Regions from separate parts of the Sus scrofa genome. Here region 1 is linked to region 2. Evidence: chromatin contacts called from public Hi-C data. All regions are on one chromosome and are shown on one strand. Each heading gives the region's core, a stretch centred on a gene start, on an enhancer-like site or on the middle of the called end of the contact. The rest is flanking DNA. Distances are from core to core; before and after follow the strand shown. Region 1 overlaps LAMC2 (laminin subunit gamma-2). Region 2 overlaps LAMC1 (laminin subunit gamma 1).

The links. Hi-C and Micro-C count contacts between places; a contact is called where the count stands out from the background.
Region 1: a Hi-C map of skeletal muscle shows a contact between it and region 2, with 3 times the contacts expected there. The contact joins two enhancer-like sites. A contact is called at or near these places in 9 of 47 Hi-C or Micro-C datasets (embryonic fibroblasts, fibroblasts, heart right ventricle and 4 more) and 1 of 2 datasets of contacts at active chromatin or transcription factors (skeletal muscle).

What each region holds. Positions count from the first base shown.
Region 1 is chr9:124,482,414-124,485,714 of Sscrofa11.1, reverse strand. It overlaps LAMC2 (laminin subunit gamma-2), which reads right to left. Exons shown (of 26, transcript XM_021063802.1): 20 at 2,791-2,935; 21 at 1,650-1,799; 22 at 1,018-1,132. Among named protein-coding and RNA genes, the nearest start is that of LAMC2, 57 kb to the right of the region's middle. Within about 2 kb of position 1,479, at least 4 of the 83 cell types and tissues checked have an H3K27ac peak or open chromatin away from gene starts, as enhancers often do. A contact at or near this core is called in skeletal muscle, where this site is marked.
Region 2 is chr9:124,399,705-124,403,193 of Sscrofa11.1, reverse strand. LAMC1 (laminin subunit gamma 1) reads right to left here. Exons shown (of 29, transcript NM_001271715.1): 28 at 2,088-2,187; 29 at 1-241. Among named protein-coding and RNA genes, the nearest start is that of LAMC2, 26 kb to the left of the region's middle. Within about 2 kb of position 1,868, at least 10 of the 83 cell types and tissues checked have an H3K27ac peak or open chromatin away from gene starts, as enhancers often do. A contact at or near this core is called in skeletal muscle, where this site is marked.

The DNA of each region.
Region 1 (3,301 bases), core at 230-2,729, 83 kb before region 2:
AAGACAGACAGAAAGAAAAGAAAATTATCTGTATGGTAGTGGGATGCTGGATCCATGAGGGACCAGAGCAATCATTTAGTTCAAATTTCTCCCTTTTGGAGTTCCCGTCGTGGCTCAGTGGTTAACGAATCTGACTAGGAACCATGAGGCTGTGGGTTTGATCCCTGGCCTCGCTCAGGGGGTTGAGGATCCAGTGTTGCTATGAGCTGTGGTGTAGGTCACAGACACGGCTCGGATCCCACGTTGCTGTGGCTCTGGCGTAGGGTGGAGGCTATAGCTCCGATTCGACCCCTAGCCTGGGAACCTGCATATGCTGTGGGAGTGGCCCTAAAAAAGACAAAAAAAAAAAATTCTCCTTTTAAAGAGGGGAAATTGGGATCTGGATGTTAGGTTTGTCGAGGGAAGAATGCCTAAGGCCAAGTCCGAAAAGCAAGAGGGATTTATGAAGGCACCTGAATGCCCGAGATGGCATCAGCGACGACTGAGGCGGCTTTGTGCTTCTAAAGGGCTGGTAGAGAGAGGAGCGTGTTGGGACCCATGTGCAGGGGAGGGTGTGGCAGAGGAGCAGCGTCTCCTCCCCACTCATAAGTGTTGTAACTGCCCTGCCAAGGACAGGCATTGACTCGAGCAGGCACAAGAGTCACTCCTTGGTCGATCATGTCTCAGAAGTGACCTTCCATATGTCCTTATCTTGTGTTTCTCAACCCAAACAGTCACATCCCCTGTCCCCCAAGGAACCTATCACTGGAAAGGCTATGTGACTTGCCTACAGTCACACAGCTGGCTCAGCCTGGGCACGTGGCTCAGGAGAGATCAGAACTCAAGCCTCTGACATCTAGTTTGAGTCTTTCTACATCAAATATTTTTAAAATGCTTTTCTTTGGAAAGATGTTTATTAAGTGTCTATTAATATCCCAGTGTACCTGTCACTCGAGAGATTTATGAGGATTCAAAATAAACCAAAGTCATGGTCATACCTTTAAAATACTCAAGTGACCTGAACCATGAAATACTCACCTCTGAGGTTCTTTAAGATGTTCTCAACTTCATAAAAAGTGGCATTCCCCATACTTAGTGCTTCTTGGGCTCTGCTTTTAGCAAGGTTGGCCCGGGAAAGCAGCTGATCTGATTTCTGTAAACAGGCAGACAGAATAAGGTCAGCGTGAATGTAACACACACCCAGGACGTGCCCTCCTGCCAGCATCGTCACTCTGACACATTTCTCTTCACGACAAGAGAGAACTGGGATTCGAGAAGAGTCTAGGGGTGTTGTAGCAAACCCCTCCGCAACTTGGGACAAACTTTATAACCCAATACCGCCAAAGTATCCCACACAGAGGACAGTTTCAAACTCTAGTCCACTATCAGGGACAAGAATAGTTTTGCAAATTCTCATTTTAAACTCTAGATACCTCCTGAAGCCAAGCTAGCAGACAGAGCTGGACCAAAATTAGACCCAGGAGGCCTGAGTCCTATTCCTAGACTTGAGGACTGATTCAGTGGGTGGAGCTGAGCTATTACATTATGATCTTTATAAGCAGCAGCACCATAACCTTCAGAGGGTTTGTGATGGTCCTCCTTAACTGCATTAATTCACACAGTAGGCATTCAACACACGCTTGTCGAGCGAACAAATGAACGAAGGATACCTGTCTCCCATTCTTCCCATTCTGCAAGAGCTTCCGGGTTTCTTCTTCCCAGTTTCCCAGATTGCTTTGCACGTGCTCGAACTCATCCAAACGCTGAGTCACCAGGCTTGAGAGAGAATCAGCTTTTTCTTTGATCCTCTTCACTTCTACCTGCGAGCCCCCAAAAATGAATGAGCCTGACTTCCTGCTCACCAGGTGCCACACCAGCCTTCCTGGGACCTGACATCACTGTTTGAAAACTACAGTCCAGGCCCGAAGTCTAACAGAAATGAGGCAACATTCCTCACGAAAGTCAGGCAGCAAGGCCCCCAAGCATCAAAGAGATGCTGTGTCTGTTTTATTTTTTATGATTATTTTATATCTTAGTTTATATATACATGGGGACATGTTTGTCGAAATCATTGAGTGCTTTCTGCCATACGTAGAAAACTGAATCTTAATCCAATAAATCTAGCATAAGGGAATTGATGACAGATACAGTGCAAAACTTTTGAGCAAAACAGAAGCCTTCTGAGTGGCTGTACATGGAGATATACTATAGGCTAGACCCAAGTGCAAATATCACATTTTATCTAACATAGGTTTCAACAGTACCAGAACTAAGAAAGAGAAAGACACCTTTTGTCCACTAACAGGTTCAGGATGTGAACCAAAGCTTTTATCAGGGACCAAGATTGGGACTTACGGAGTTCCCGTCGTGGCTCAGTGATTAACGAATCCGACTAGGAACCAGGAGGTTGTGGGTTCCATCCCTGGCCTTGCTCAGTGGGTTAAGGCTCCGGCGTTGCCGTGAGCTGTGGTGTAGGCTGCAGACGCGGCTCGGATCCGGAGTTGCTGTGGCTCTGGCATAGGCCTGTGGCTCCAGCTCCGATTAAACCCTTAGCCTGGGAACCTCCATATGCCTCGGGAGTGGCCCAAGAAATGGCAAAAAGACAAAAAAAAAAAAAAAAAAAAAAAAAAAAGATTGGGACTTAAGAACAAGGAAATGGATAATGAAGTGGATAAATACTCTTCCTAATCTACAGCGAGAAAGGTCAATATGGAGAAAAAACTGAATGATTGAACGATACAATGGCATCCCCAGAGCAGAAAGCATAAGGTCCTTCTTCTGTACATCAGAATATAGGCTAGAGGCCCTTACCTGAAAGGACTGATGATTGACCCCTTGCAGCTGAGACGCAGAATTGAGAAGACGAAGGCTCTGCTGATAAGCCCTATCTGCTTCAAGGTCGGTTTGAGTGGCCTCCAGCAACAACTGCTGGGCCAGAGACTTGGTTTTCTCCAACCTGCAGGGGTTAAAGAAAGAGGACTTTGAGAATTCCCTCTTTTAACTAAAAGCAAAATTCCATCCCCTTAAAAGTATGTAGTCGGGATTCTCAGAAGAGCATGAGGGTCTCTCTCCACAATCTAAACATAAACCTTAAAGTCCCTACAGGTTGAGTCTGAGAAATTCAACCCAAGTTCCCCCAATTCTTGATAATACAAACATACTATGTTTATACTTACGCTCCATGCCGTCACCAGGGGAGACGCACCCCCTTTAAACAGCACCGAAGACGATCAGTTCTCCAGATATGCAAGCTTTCAATCAAAACTCAAACTTTACTTCAATTAATCAACCTTTTCTCCCAGCCTTAAAGGCATCTGCTTTC
Region 2 (3,489 bases), core at 619-3,118:
GACGGGGTGTTGAAGCAGCCGGAGGGCAAGGTCTTCCTGATGTCTTCCAGGTTGCGGATGTCCTTGAGGATTTCCTCAATGTCTCTGTTATAGTCCATGATGGCAGCCTCCTGCTTCCTGGCTTCATTCTCCAGGTTGGACACCTTCCTGTCGAGATCACTGACTTTCATTTCATCTTTGGCTTTGTTCAGGGTGCCTTCAATCTCATTGAGCTTGTTCAGGTCCACTGTGTCCAGCTGCCCTGTGGAGTCAGAAAGGGCACAGAAGAGGACAGATACACTCAGCAGGAAAAGGCTAACATCAGTCCACAAGGACCCCCACCAGCCTTTTCGAAAAGGAAGTCCAGCAGCTGCCACGATGCAAAAGTGGCCCGAGGCCGTGACTCCTGTCCCACAAGGGCATGAACAAGGCACACCAAGTCCACACTCTGGCCCAACCCAGAAGGGACGGGCCAGAGCATATCATGAACATTGGAGTTGGAGGGTTATTTCTCCGAGGAAATGGTTTTTGTGAAATATTTTCTTTTTTCTTTTTTTTTTTTTTTTTTGTCTTTTTGCTATTTCTTGGGCCGCTCCTGCGGCATATGGAGGTTCCCAGGCCAAGGGTTGAATCGGAACTGTAGCCACTGGCCTACGCCAGAGCCACAGCAACCCGGGATCCGAGCCGCATCTGCAACCTACACCACAGCTCACGGCAACGCCGGATTGTCAACCCACTGAGCAAGGGCAGGGACCGAACCCGCAACCTCATGGTTCCTAAGTCGGATTCGTTAACCACTGCGCCACGACGGGAACTCCGAAATATTTTCTAAATAGGGAGCTACCATGCTCCGGACCTGAAGCCTCTCTTGTGGTCTTGAAGAGCATCGAATAACACTTCATACCTTTCTCATGTTTGCATGAACATGTTTCTACAGTCATTGTGTCTTTTCAGTGCCCTCTGATGAACACAAAAATCTTAAAGCTAGAGCCCTCAGCTCTTAGATCCCAGGGAAGCTGGGTTGTTTGGGGAGTCATGGCCTGCTTCCATGAGCCCTCCTATGGAGCACAGCCAGGGTCGAAAGGCTGAAATAATTTCAGCAAAGCTTCGCTTTAAAATCGGCTCAAAAAAGAGGTTCTTTTGAGAAGAACTGTTTCTGTGTTAAACGAAAGCACACAGCCAGCTGCACAATGACCAACACTTCATGGAAACTGTACTCGATGAAATTCTCACAAGCCCGTTTTACACGAATGAGTCTCAGATGTTAGATCATTTACCCAAATGTGCATGGCTTCCAAGCAACAAAGGTTCCAACGTGAGCCTAACTAAAATCCAGCTTTTTCTGCCACAAAAAGCTGCCTCTTCTAGCTTACTTTCATTTTAAAATCCATCTGCTGGCACATAATTTATTATTCTTGATAACTGAGAGAGATAAAAATATCACATACCCCTCTAACCCCCCCTTCCCCCCACCCTAGCCCCAAAACAAAACACTGACCAAAACCAAACTTTAAAGGGTAGCACGTGAAAAAAGAATGCCTCTTTACAATGCTGGACTGGCTAGAGTAGTACCACTTTATAATGCAGGCTGGTGACAAAAGTACACTGGCCCTATAATGAGGCCTGCTCTCGATCAAATTAGATTAAAGGGATATGCTTATAGTTTCTTCAAAAAGAAAGCCTTTTCTCTCTTTTGGTATCAAAACTGTCACCTCATCAGATTATCCTTTAACCAACTGTCCTTTAAAGTGTGCTTTTATTCTATCATTGAAATCCTTCACTTTAAATCCTTCAAAGACACTCTGCCAGCAGGATGAACTAAGAATAATCACTGCTCAACTGTATCATAAACCCTGACCATAAATGAGCCACCTCAGCTGGCAGCATATCTTCAAAACTTTATTCAGTTCTTGGACCACGTTCAGATTCCAAGGCCGAAGTCCACGGAAGGACCTAGTAAGTACTTGGTGAATTAACACAACTTAAAGTCATGATTCAGTTCATACAATCTTCACACTTTAGTATCTACTTTTGAGTCAATGATCTCAGATCCTAAGAACAATACAAAGGAGTCTGAGACTGCCCACAAAGACTCTGTGGTTACTTACCCAGCTGCTCCAAGAGGTCATTAATAAGGTTGAGGAGGTTGGTAACAGAGTTTTTGGCCTTTCTGGCATTGATCTCGGCTTCCTGAGCAGCCTGTGAAGCCTGTACAGAGAAAACAGATAATTGCTCAAGGTAGTCTCGATGGTACGTTTTCATCTCTTTGAAATGTTTTTTTCCCAATGAGTCAACAGATCTAATTTTCAGATGGTCTCTCCGCTTCTAATTCATGAAACTTCATGAAACTGTTCTCTCCCACTGTTAGGATTAAAAACAAAAAACAAAAAACAAAAAACCTATCTTCATGTTGAGGATGTTATTTTTAATTCACGTGAGAGTCATAAAGAAGCAGTCAGTTTGCCTACAGTGACTCTATTTGTATTTCAAAGATCAACTTTAGCTCCTTTTTTCACTCAAGAATACATGGAGGTGTAGTCCTAATAAAACCCATCAAGCAGAAGCAAGTTACTTTTAAAAGAAGAATATAAAACTACACTTCAGAAGCAAAACATGGACACTCCAAGGACAGTCCTAGGGACTTGATTATTAGAAATGTCCTATTCTCAGAAAATTTTCATAATTAAGTGACCTTCTTCTAAAACTCCCTCTCCCCCTGCAACCGTACAATCTCTCGCTGTCTTTCACACACACACACACAAATTGGGGCAATACAACTGACACTTAAAAAATCAACTAAAGGTAAAGATATTTGGGAAAATTCCATGAAACCTGAACAAATACACTTGGACATGAGTCACAGGAAATGGCAATGGAAGAGGAAGCATCTAAAGTATCAGAGAACAGATGCACTCACAAATAGATCTGGCCAGGATATAAAAGAGTAGCTTTGAGCTTCCTACCACAGAATTGTTTTTCCTAGGTTTTTGGGTCAAGACAATGCAAAATTTTTTGGATAGAAACAATGAGGAAATTTGAGAAATGGAACGCAAGGGGAAAAAGCGTACAAACAATTAAGCTGTGTTCAAACTGCAGCAGTTCTCACCGCGCCTTCCCAGGCTGCCGGCGGGAGTTCTAGAGAGCAGCAGAGGACTCTGCCGCAGCCTGCGAGAGCCTGGGGAGTCCGACTATGACATTGAACCTGCTGCCTTCAGCCTCCTCGACCAGGGACAACTCTAAGCCTTCACGCTCTCCGAGAAGAAAACAGGTCACAGACTCCAACAGTATTGGTACAATGTTGGCCTTTCAGGATTGATATAAGTATAAACAGGATAAGATACGTGAGGGTGCTTTGAGCACCTTAGAAGGAATGTATCAAAAGGAACAAAAGATAGCTCTTTCTATCCTGTGAATTGAATCCACACCCTTTTCTGAAGCTCATAGAGAATATATATCTTTCTCCTTCTTTCAATAGGCTTTAAACCTAATGTTTCTATAACTGTATGAAAA